Regions from separate parts of the Danio rerio genome. Here region 2 is linked to region 1. A link is a contact called in public Hi-C data. All regions are on one chromosome and are shown on one strand. The core of a region is the stretch at or near the end of the contact, and the rest is flanking DNA. Distances in the headings are between cores, read along the strand shown.

Region 1 (5,936 bases), core at 2,248-4,747:
AATATTATTAAATTATTTATAAAGTGAAGACAATATAGTGATATTTTACGATGCATTATTCAATTTCAGTAGTGTTTGACTCCCTTGAAAACCATAAATCAATGTTTTTTTCCACTTTTATCCATGTTAGTAATTTGTTTTATTACATTATTATTGATACACTGCCCTGCAAAATCCCCCCAATCAATCTAAATTAATGAATTCTTTTCAAATATAGCTATTTATATATTTATAATAATAATAATAATAATAATAATAATAATAATAATAATAATGTAGAATAAACAAAATAAAGCAATTAATAAATAAATAAAATGATAAATAAATAAATAGAAAAATAAATAGAAAAAAATTAATATATAAATTTAAATAAAAACATTTTCTACTCAAAATCAACACATAAGTAAACAAATAAAATGCCGTAATATCAGGTTTTTTTTCTAATATCATGCAGCAGTAATATACCCACCTTCCTCTGCAGCACTGGTTCTTTCACTGAGGCTGCTGCAGTGACTGAGCGTCTCGATTGATGCGTCTTCATCACTGAACGGTTGGACATTTCCCTGTTGTCCACCTGCAAAAACAAAAAGCAGTTTCACACTTCGATAACAACTTTCTTGCCAAGCTGCAGTACAAGACTGGAACAGATTCAGATCAATGCTGAAAATGAGCCAGTTAGGCGTGCTGCAATAATACTATTGACTTATGTGATATTTGGATATGACCTCAATCATTTTTGGTAATGCGATCCATTTGCAAAAGTGACTGTCGCCAACATTTTAGCAGATTACGCTGCTTTTGTCATCTCTTTTGCTGTCACTGGTGAAGACTACAGTCAGACATAACCTTGACAATAGAGACTGCATTACTCAATGCATTAGAGTTTTCCTACTGTAAGTTTGGTACAGTTAGTCCACATCACTATAGCCAAAAGCTTAACCAAATGATGAAACCTGCTAGAAAACAAGTAAAATATCATGAAAGCCATTATAAAAGCTCATTTGCCATTCTTTCCCTTATAACTTTAGGTTTCAGAATTGTAAAAAGTGTTATGAGAAGCAAAATCAGTTTGTTATTTTTGAGCATTTGTTCTCTAACATGGATATGCTGTTAATTTAGTATATATATATATATATATATATATATATATATATATATATATATATATATATATATATATATATATATATATATAAAAATAAAAGAGTAAGCTAAATCCCTTTTTAAGGGGTAAAAATATGTTTTATATACAACCATAGAGATGTGCAGAGGTAAAATTCTTGTTTTAATGTTCAAAAGAGCAGTTTATATAAGCAGCCTTTTAATGGAGTACTGTAGAAACTACAGTATGACAGCAGGAAGATTGTATTTTTACCAACAATAACCATTTTACTGGATTAAAGAGGAACTAGAAACATTAAAAATGGCAAAACTACAGAATTTATTGTATAATTTTATTCCTACACTGGCTTAAATTGATTAATGTCAGTCTCTTATATTTTAATATACAAGTATTCCAGGTTTCTGTGTCTATTATGAAATATTAAAATACTTTAATGTGCAGAATATTTTAATTTAATATACAGTCGCTAACTACTTATCAATGTTGGATACAGTTGTTATACTTAAATTATTAAACAATCTTTCAAAAGAACAGTATTTACTTTAATATAGAAATATTTGTAACATTATTATTGTTCTTGTTGTCTTTACGGTTATTTAAAACAATTTAAAAGCATCCAACTAAATTAATGCCTTAATAAAATGTAAATATCACTAAAAGTTATGCAAAAGTAGCATACACGCTAAAAAATGCAGGGTTCCACACAATTAATTCATGCTGTCCCAACACAAATCGATTAAATTAACATTAACAAATTATGTGGATTGAACATAAAATAAATTTTCCCAATGAAATCTCAAGAATTGTTGTTTGAGCTCATTTTAAATGAGTTTGAACAAGCAAAAATAAATAAATAAAATAATATTTATTTATATATTTATTTATATAAATAAATAATATATTTATTTATATATAATAATAATAATATACATTTATTTATATATTTATAGTGTACTTTGAATGAACTTCAATATAATAAACAAATGATCTCATTTTATGAGTATACTTTAAACGGTGACAAACCTCATTATGACACTTACAGTGAAGCATGTCTGACAATTAATATCAGCCAGTCATTTTTGACATGTCACTTTGACCCTAATGAACTGTTGAGTCCTTTAATGAGTGTGTGGGTGTGTGTGTGTGTGTGTGTGTGTGTGTGTGTGTGTGTGTGTGTGTGTGTGTGTGTGTGTGTGTCAGCCACGTGTTACCACCCGGCAAAAGCCAGTCATCTGCAGAAAGTACAAAGTGTCCCCAACTCTGTTTGGCAAGGTCAGAGAATGCAATGACTGCTATTTTCGAGATTATACAAACAAAACAGCTGCTGTGTGAAGATTCCCAGACTAAAGTAAATACTGGGTATTGAAAAGCACAGCAGAGATACAGATAACATGTGGGATGGTGTGAAGGACTACAGCAGGGTGCCAGAACAAAGTCTCTTCTCAAAAACCTTCTCAGATCCAGTGAGCAGATGGACTGAGAACAGTCAATATCAAGGTACAAACTTATTTATATTGAAATATTTGGGCTTTATGCCCCTGCTTCTTTCTTCCTGTCCTCTAGCTGATCTTAAAAGAGGCCTGTTATATAAGCAGGCTAGTGGCCTCAAATAACCTCAAACACACACTGACTTACATTAAACAATATAAAGATCACACGTATTATAATACTATATTATATATAGTACTATATTATATACATGTTATATTTTAAGTAGTTAATTTCACAAAAGATCAAATACTTTATCATAAAATAATTTATTGATCTTAAAGCTAACGTTTACATTACAAGATAAATAGCTTTGTTTTATTATTATTCACATTGTATAGTATGACATATATTAATTAATTACAATCTGTAACTTTCGTCGTTTAAATAACGTCATTAGTAGGACAATCGCTAATATTTAAAAATAAGCATTCCTTTAAAAACAAACACCAAAATTTGATGCGCAGATGTACATTTACACCTGTCAAAGACTCGTGCTGTGAATTTTTCTTTTGTTTGTATCAAAGAAAGACACTCCTGGCTGTCAAACAAACGGGTAGCCTTGTCATGGGACTTGTAGTTCCCTTCCTTCCATTTCATCGCGCGAGCGCCGTGTTAAAGAACTACAAATCCCAGAATCCCTTCCGCGAAGCAGGCCACGAAAAACAACCGGTCATTTCCAGACATTCCATCCTACCTACCTTTGCCGCTCCTTTTCTTGGCCCGTGGCATCTTGCTTAAATGAGTAGATCCGCACCTAAAATCAACCAATACACGACCAGTTTTTACTATAATGTCTTTTCGTTTGAGTATATTCCAGTGGCACAGTGAAAAGGAAAGTATTAAAAGCGATTCCGGTGTTAGACTTGGAGCGCGAGCGATACATTTTCCCTCACAAACTAGGGCTGTGTCTGCGCGCTACCGCGAAGCGCTTTTATACGACCGCTGATGACGCGCTTAAAAAGGCGTTGCTTCACGTGGACCTGGAAACAGTAGGGCCAATCACAACACGGGATGCGTCGACGTCATCACATAAGACACACTTCCGCCGGCTTTGTAATGGATTTTGCTGTCACGTCCTCCTGCGGCTGCTATGTGTACACGTTGCTCTGTAAAGGATTAATGTTTTTAATGTAGTATTGTGTGTCAACTGTGCCTACTTTTATATACAGTTGCAGTCAAAATGAGTCATCGTAAGTCAAAATGTGTTTGCCTTAAAGTATCATTACTTTGTTTCAGGTATATGTATAGCTAGATAAGGTACAGTACTTTATTGTATTGCCACAGTAGCCTAATAAATGACAGATCCTCTGAAATGAAATAAAGAATATAAACATTTTTTTTTCATTTGGGGGTTTAATAAATTGAGAGTTAAATAAAAAAATTGCAAAGTTTGATTACAGGTTTTCATCATTCTTCAAAATATCTTCTTTTGTTTTTAAAGGAAGAAACTCATAGAGGTTTGACCCATTTTCTGGTGATTAAATGATGCCAGAAATTATTGCAATTCTAATTGCAGAAGTTATTGTGAAGATAAATGAAAACCTGAAGCCACTGACTTCCACAGTATTTGTTTTTTCTGCTATAGAAGTCAATGGTTACACGTTTTCATCATTCTTTAAAATATCTTCTTTTGTTTTTAAAAGAAGTAAGAAACTCATAAAGGTCTGAAACCATTTTCTGGTGACTAAATGATGACAGAAATTATTACAATTCTGAATACAGAGTTATTGTGAAGAGAGCTGAAAACCTGTAGCCATTGACTTCTATAATGTTTGTTTATACTGCTATGGAAGTCAATCGTTACACGTTTTCAGCATTCTTCAAAATATTTGTGTTCAACAGTGGAAACTCATAAGGGTTTGAAACCATTTGATGGTGACTAAATGATGACAGAAAAATAAATGAAATCATGTTGCCATTGACTTCCTTTATACTTGTTTTTAATACTATGGAAGTCAATGGTTACACATTTACAGCATTCTTTAAAGTATCTTCTTTTGTTTTTAAAAGAAGGAAGAAACTCAAAGCTTTGAAACCATTTGCTGGTGACTAAATGATGAAAGAAATTATTACAATTCTGATTGTAGAAGTTATTGTGAAGATAGCTAAAAACCTGTAGCCAGGTTGACTTCTATAGTATTTGTTTGTTTTTTTTTCTACTATGGAAGTCAATAGTTACACATTTACAGCATTCTTCAAAATGTCTTATTTTGTGTTCAACAGAAGAAGGAAGCCCATAAAGGTTTGCAACCATTTGCTAGTGACTAAATGATGCCAGAAAAATAGATGAAAACCTGTAGCCATTGACTTTTATAATATTTGTTTTTTACAATGGAAGTCAATGGTTACACAATTTCAGCATTCTTCAAAATACCTGCTTTTGTGTTTAAGGAAAGAAAGACGCTTATAAAGGTTTAAAATCACTTAATGGGGAGTAAATGATGAAAGAAATGTCAGTTTTGGGTGAACTATCCCTTTAAACGTGCAAAACTAGTGCCACATAGCCTGGTCCGATAAAACCATGAGCAAAATAAATACTACACTGTAGAAAAATTACAGGGTTGTCTTGCATTTTTAAGTCCAATCATGTTAGCTGGGTCAGTTGGCTCCCCGTTGTTCTCCCCGTGTTGGTGTAGGATTCCTCCGGATGCTCCGGTTTCCCCCACAAGTCCAAAGACATGCGGTATAGGTGAATTGGGTTAGCTAAATTGTCCGTAGTGTATGGGTGTGTGTGTGGATGTTTCCCAGTAATGGGTTGCAGCTGGAAGGGCATCCGCTGTGTAAAACATGTGCTGGATAAGTTGGTGGTTCATTCCACTGTGGCAACCCCTAATTAATAAAGGGACTAAACCGAAAAGAAAATGAATAAACAATAGTGCAAGAGTTTTAGATACAGGTTTGCAATGGCCATCTTGTTTAGTGGTGTTTCTATCTGCAAAATTAATTATTGGTATTCATAATTTTAAGAGCTACATGCTTATTAGGAGTTATTATTAATAATGTTCCTTATTTTTTTAATCAATAACTCTGTTAATGCAATATATTTACATGTGCTTGTTCAAGCAAACCCGCACACGTTGATGCAGATTGATTCAATCTGCCTTGAAGGGGCAGTTCACACAAACAGTGAAAAATGTGCAAATCCAAAAATAATTTACTCATCCTTGACTTGTTACAAATCAGTTTGGGCTATTTTAAGCATTTAGAGTAGAAGTTAAGATTAAATAATAGCAAAAACATTTTTTGCATCAGAGTTGTTTTATTTAACCCTGCAGAGTTAACAAGGGCATACAGATATAGAAAATGTGTAGCACACAGTGTT
Region 2 (5,936 bases), core at 2,141-4,640, 130 kb after region 1:
CCACTTCCAGGCTGGTTTTCAGCCATTTCCAGCCTGGTCTTAGCTGGTCAGGCTGGGAGATGACCAGCTAAAACCAGCTTGACCAGCCTAGCCAAGCTGGGAGTCCAGCCAAAACCAGCTATATCCAGCTTAAACCAGGCTGGTCAAGCTGGTTTCAGCTGGATTTGGCTGGTCATTTTCCAGCCTGACTAGCTAAGACCAGGCTGGAAATGGCTGGAAACCAACGTGGAAATGGCCAAAACCCCTCTAAAACCAGCCTGGTCGACTAGCTAAAACCAGTCAATCAGCCTAGGCTGGTTAAAGTTGGATTTTTCAGCAGGGATTCATCTTTTATTAATGGTTAGATTTTTTTGTGTGATGCACTTTGTGAAAATTGATTCATTCTTACAACTTAACCTTATTTGCAACATATAGAAGTTGTTATGTCATGTGGTGTTAGCATTGATGCTAATGACTAAACAGTGGTCATAAATGGATATTAAAAGTGTTTCCTCAGCTGAGTAGAGGTTTGCACCTGGAAACTATATTCTGTACATCACAGAGTCTACAGTGAAGATAACGATGATGACAGCCTTATTGAGAGTGAGTTTTCTTGAATGTTTTTGTCAGATTCCAGATGTGTCCTGCTGCCGGTGGTGTTGCGTTTGCTCCAGGCTCACATGCAGGAGCAGAGAGATTTGGTGATGTGTGCTCATATACTCACCTGCATGCTGTCTCTTCTCAAAAAGGACGACACGGTAAGAAAATACACATTTTTACACGTTTTTTTTATTCTTGATAGATTAATTCACCTCTGGTTTGGTTTGGTTTGGTTAAAGTGAACTCTGATGCAGTATTTTGTTCTAGTCTGGACCGAAACTGAACTTCAGATGTTATACTTTTAAAGGGATAGTTTTTACTCATTATCGACTCTCCTCAAATGGTTATAGACCTTTATGAGTTTCTTGCTTTTGATGAACACTGTTAGACCACCAACTCCACGCCAGATAAATACGATCCAGCCCCAAATGCCAGATCTTGTCAGAAAATATCTGTTTTTTCTAGGATATGGACAACAAGTCAGCAAATTTTCTAATATCCAAACCTGTTAACCAATATTCAACTGAATTAACGGTCTCCTATCAATGTAGGATTTGACTGAAAAAAACAGAGAGGAGCAGAAGCAGGAGACTTTGACTGACCACGATAAATCCAACAAGTGTTAATATACCACAAGCAACAACAATGGAAAATTACTGCTTCACAACATTGTCCAGAGACAATACAGAACTTGAAATGGGGACATACTCTTATCTGTTACTCATAAAAACAAGAGCCGCATGAATCCACAATCATAAGATTATAACAATATGGAAAAATGGAAACAATAATAAAGAGATAACTATATGAATATAGTAGAGAAGATTTCGTATGACAAGAACTCGTGAGATTGAATCGCGCCAAGATTTGTCGTGGAGTTGAAAAGTTCTTTCATGAGTTGTGACTTTATAATGGAGCATGAGGGTGAAATTAGCATTTAAATAGAAGTAAAATACCATTCGACTTCTTCTTTTTATTTTTAAAGCACCTAAATTGTTTTGCAGTTGTTTTTTTCCAGTTAAATTAAAATCTATTTTCCGTTTATATATTAGCATATGTTTTGTTAATGTTTAAAATGAATAATAAACTACTTTCCATTCACATCGGCTATTAGGAAAATATTATGCAGTGTTTGCATGCTCTTTACTCCATAGAATTCATTCAAATAGAAGTAAAAACATTAACTGAAAGTTGATTTTAAAAAAAAATCCCTAAATAGATCCCTTTTTCCCAGTTGAATAAAAGACAATTTCTTAAAAATAGTGTAAAATTCTCATCTCGTGTCATTCTTGTGAACCCAATCTCGTGGAGTAACCGTCTCGTCACACCCCTAAAAAACATTAATTATAAAATATAAAAAAAAAACCATAATAAAATGACAAATAATAATCAAATCATTAACTAATGATCACTAAAATGATATAATGATAATTATATAAATGACTAATGATCATATGAATAAATAAAATAATTAAATGAAGAATAAATGAATATAAGCAAATGAAACTAAAACACAACATGAATGAATGGTTGCTTTCTTGAAACATCACACACATAAGTTTGCAAAAAGATTTCTCAGATCCTTAGTTAGATTCTTACTAAAGAAGATATTTTGAAGAATGCTGAAAACCTGTAACCATTGACTTTCATTGAAACAAATACTATGAGAGTCGATGGTTACAGGTTTCCAGCTTTCTTCATAGTCTCTTCTTCTGTCTTCAACAAAAGAAAGAAACTCAAATAGGTTTAGAAGATAAGGATGAGTAAATGATGACAGAATCTTAATTCTTGGGCAAACTAGACCTTTAAGTAAATCAGTTTGGCTTGACTATTAAGACTGATGTTGTTTATGCAAATGGCAGTACAGTTACTGGTTGTTTTTTTGCATTTGATAAATACAATTAATCGACAAAATACATTATACAACATTATACATTTATATATGTGTTTGTATATATGTTTTAATGTGAATTATATTGACATTATTGCTAAATAAATATCACAAAATATTATATACATTTATATTTGTTTGTGAATTTATTTCAATGTGAATTTTATAGACATTTTTGCTAAATATTTAACATTTTTGAAGTCTTTGTTTTTAAGATTACCCACATTAGTATTATTAAATATTAAAAATATTTCTACAGCATTATCAGTCTAGATTTATGCATGCATACTTATTGTACAGGCAGTTAAAGGAGGATTTTGTTCACTATAATAACCAAATAAGAAACTAAAATCAACTACAGGATGTTTAAATGCATACTCTTCAAACCACTGTAGCAAATGTGCAGTGCTTAGGTTTTTCCATTGATGTCTATTTACACACGCTATGGTAGATTGATAGAATAAAAGATTATTTAGCATAAATTTCTTCAAAATCAGCACAATTCACCAGCACACAAGCCTGAACGTGAGTAACCACAGACAGCTTCCAGTAGACAGACATGTCATTCAGAAGTTTTGCACATCTCCCATCAGTGTTGACTTCTGCTTTGAAGGAGAGCAGCGGAAAAACTGGGATGTGAAAATGCTGATTCTGGTCTAAATGCAGACGTTCAGCCTGACCTTGAAGATAAAGGCGATGTGTGCATGTGCGCGTATGTGTGTCTTCCTGCATTTGTATAAGCTGAAACGACAGCTGAACCTTTCATGACCGTCTTACCCTTTCTGCCATTAACAACCTGTCAGAAAATCACCACTGACCTCTGCTGTGTGTGTTTCTGTGTGCTTCTGTGTGTAGGATTCCAGTTCATCTGAAGAGGTGGATCTGATCGTGGAGAGTGTTTTGGCTGTTTTACTGCGGACTATACTGGAAGTCGCTAACAGGCCACAACCTGCAGGGCCGACGCTACGGCCACAAGTTCAAGATGTTACGGTATGGCATTAATCAAAGTGAATACTGCTGTTCAGCACACATCAAACATAAAGACTCCTAGAATTGAATGACCTGTTGTTTCTGCAAAATAATATTCTGCAGTTTTCAAAATTTGTTAATTAACAATGCATATATTCTAGAAACTGAGGTTACAAAGAAGTTTTTCAGCTCAGAGAAAAAATATAATATTTTAGATCAGCCAGGATTAATTAGTTTAAGGCATTTAAGGCATAGTAAAGACATTTAAAATAGTGTAAAATAAATGTTTACTTTCAATTAATAAAATAAAACTATAACATTTAACTCTGGTTTATTTCTATAGCACTTTTTACAATGGAGATTGTGTCAAAGCAGCTTAACATAGAAGTTCTGGTTAAGTCCAGATTTCATAGTTGAAGTTCAGTTTGTTTCAGTCCAGTGTAGTTTAAATTTCACTGCTGATAGTTCAAACACTGAAGAGCAAATCCACCGAAGCGCAGCTCCACAAGTCCGGATCTGAGCAAGCCAGTGATGACAATGGCAAGGAAAAAAATGTCCCCAATAGACAAAAGTAAAGAAAAAAAAAAACCTAGAGAGAAACCAGGCTCTGTTGGGCACGACCATTATTCTTCTGGCCAAGCTGTCTGTGTGAAGCTGCAGTCTACAATAGGTGCTGGAGGTTGGAGAAGCTGGACGTCCATTGTGGAGAACTACAGTAGAGCGCCGGCGGGTGTTCAGGCTGGCCCACAGGATCAATGCGGTGACTTGTTTGTACTGTGGTCCATCATCAATCAGTCTCATGCACTTCATTCCTCCATGACCACCACAGCATCAGCTTGGGATACGGCCTGGTCCAGGATTATGGATACCTTGTGATCATCTCATCACAGCTCTTGGATCACATCAATAGAATGCATAGTCTGTAGGGTTCTCGGGATGAGTATCCCCAGGTGGAAATAGAGACTAAAGAAAAGAAATATTATGCAGCAAAATTGTTTTCAACATTAGTAATTTTATTAATTATTAAGTGCATCAAAACTGAAAAAACATTCATCACAGAAGATGTTTAGCAGTGTCATTGTTTTCAAAATTAGTAATTGTATTTTTTATTATGAATTAATAATTGTATTAATCATTTTATTACAAATAAAAAAAAAAATAAACAATAGAAAATGGTGGGGAATAAAAAAAAGGAACTACTAATGTTTTTGTTAATCTACTAATCTAGTATGTAAAGACGCTTTTAATGCTACAAACAAATTCTATTTCAAATAAAAAAAAAAATCTTTAAATTTTTTTTTAGTTTAAAAAAATCTGGTAAAACAGCTGTTTTCAATGCTGATAGTAATAAATGATAATAATAAATGACAAATAATAAGCAGCATAATTGTTTTCAACATTGGTAAATTAGTAATTTTATTTTTATTATTAGTTATTAATTTCATTAAAAATCATTTTAAAAGAACTTACTGATATTTTTGTTCATCTAGGATGAATTTGGCTGTACAAAACATTAATGTTTATAATCATCATAGTGTAAAGACATTTCTAATGTTATCAAAGGTTTCTGTTTCAAAATAAAGACTGCTCGTTTGATTTATTGATTTTTTTTTTTTTGTCTGTTCAAAAAATCCTGAAAAGCACAGCTGTTTTCAACATGGATAATAATGAATGCAATGGCTTGAAAAACAAATGTTTAGAAAGAATAAACGTGAGGATGAAGCGTGCCGAGATGGAGCATCAGAAAGCAGCCCTCAGGGTGAAGAAAGCACAGGGTTTTTTCTACATCAAAGTCTCTCCAGCAGCAGCAGATTTGACTGATTCCCAATGCAAACCTTACTCCAATTTATTCATCCATGTTCACACAGACTTTTATGTTTAATGTGGATTTTTCCCCATAGTACAGACAGGTTGTGTGTAATGAATTTATATGAGCCGTTTATTGCTAAAGCCACATTAAATCTGCTTTGTATTTTTTAGGGAAATTTATACTGAAAATATCTAAAAAGTGTTCAAATTATTCGATATTTATTTTATCTTGTCTTTTAATGTCTTGTTTAAATATATGAGTTACTTTATACTACGTAATTAAATTTTTTATAGTTCACCCATTCAAATCCACATAAGAAAGTGGATTAACACATAAGGAAGTGTTAATGGTGGTTATTACATGTCTTAAATAAATAAATAAATAAATAAATAAATAAATAAATAAATAAATAAATAAATAAATAAATAAATAAATAAATAAATCTGAAATGCAATCTGAGCTGCATGCAATGCTTTTTAATGCCCAACCCTACCCCTCAAAGTGACATCACTAGCTCCATTGAGTGCATTCCATGCATGACTCCATTGTGTCTGACATTGCATCTCTGAGATTTTTGGGAAAATTGGGAAAATGTATAAAAGTGCAAACTGATGGCTGAATGTGTTATGATGCTTCTGTAAAATGATGTCAATAGTTTTCATTTTGGTCACACTTTATTTTAAGCTG

What was found. Hi-C and Micro-C count contacts between places; a contact is called where the count stands out from the background.
Region 2: a Hi-C map of embryo shows a contact between it and region 1, with 1.9 times the contacts expected there. The contact joins the enhancer-like site here to the promoter of ifrd1 in region 1. A contact is called at or near these places in 4 of 18 Hi-C or Micro-C datasets (caudal fin, embryo, hematopoietic stem cells and 1 more) and 1 of 4 datasets of contacts at active chromatin or transcription factors (caudal fin).

The regions. Positions count from the first base shown.
Region 1 is chr4:7,285,566-7,291,501 of GRCz12tu, forward strand. ifrd1 (interferon-related developmental regulator 1) reads right to left here and starts at 3,498. Exons shown (of 12, transcript NM_001076555.1): 1 at 3,313-3,498; 2 at 470-574. The coding sequence starts at 3,343. It also overlaps a transcript of dock4b not described here.
Region 2 is chr4:7,417,926-7,423,861 of GRCz12tu, forward strand. dock4b (dedicator of cytokinesis 4b) reads left to right here. Exons shown (of 52, transcript NM_001166228.1): 24 at 610-737; 25 at 3,326-3,460. Among named protein-coding and RNA genes, the nearest start is that of dock4b, 70 kb to the left of the region's middle. Within about 2 kb of position 3,391, at least 4 of the 62 cell types and tissues checked have an H3K27ac peak or open chromatin away from gene starts, as enhancers often do.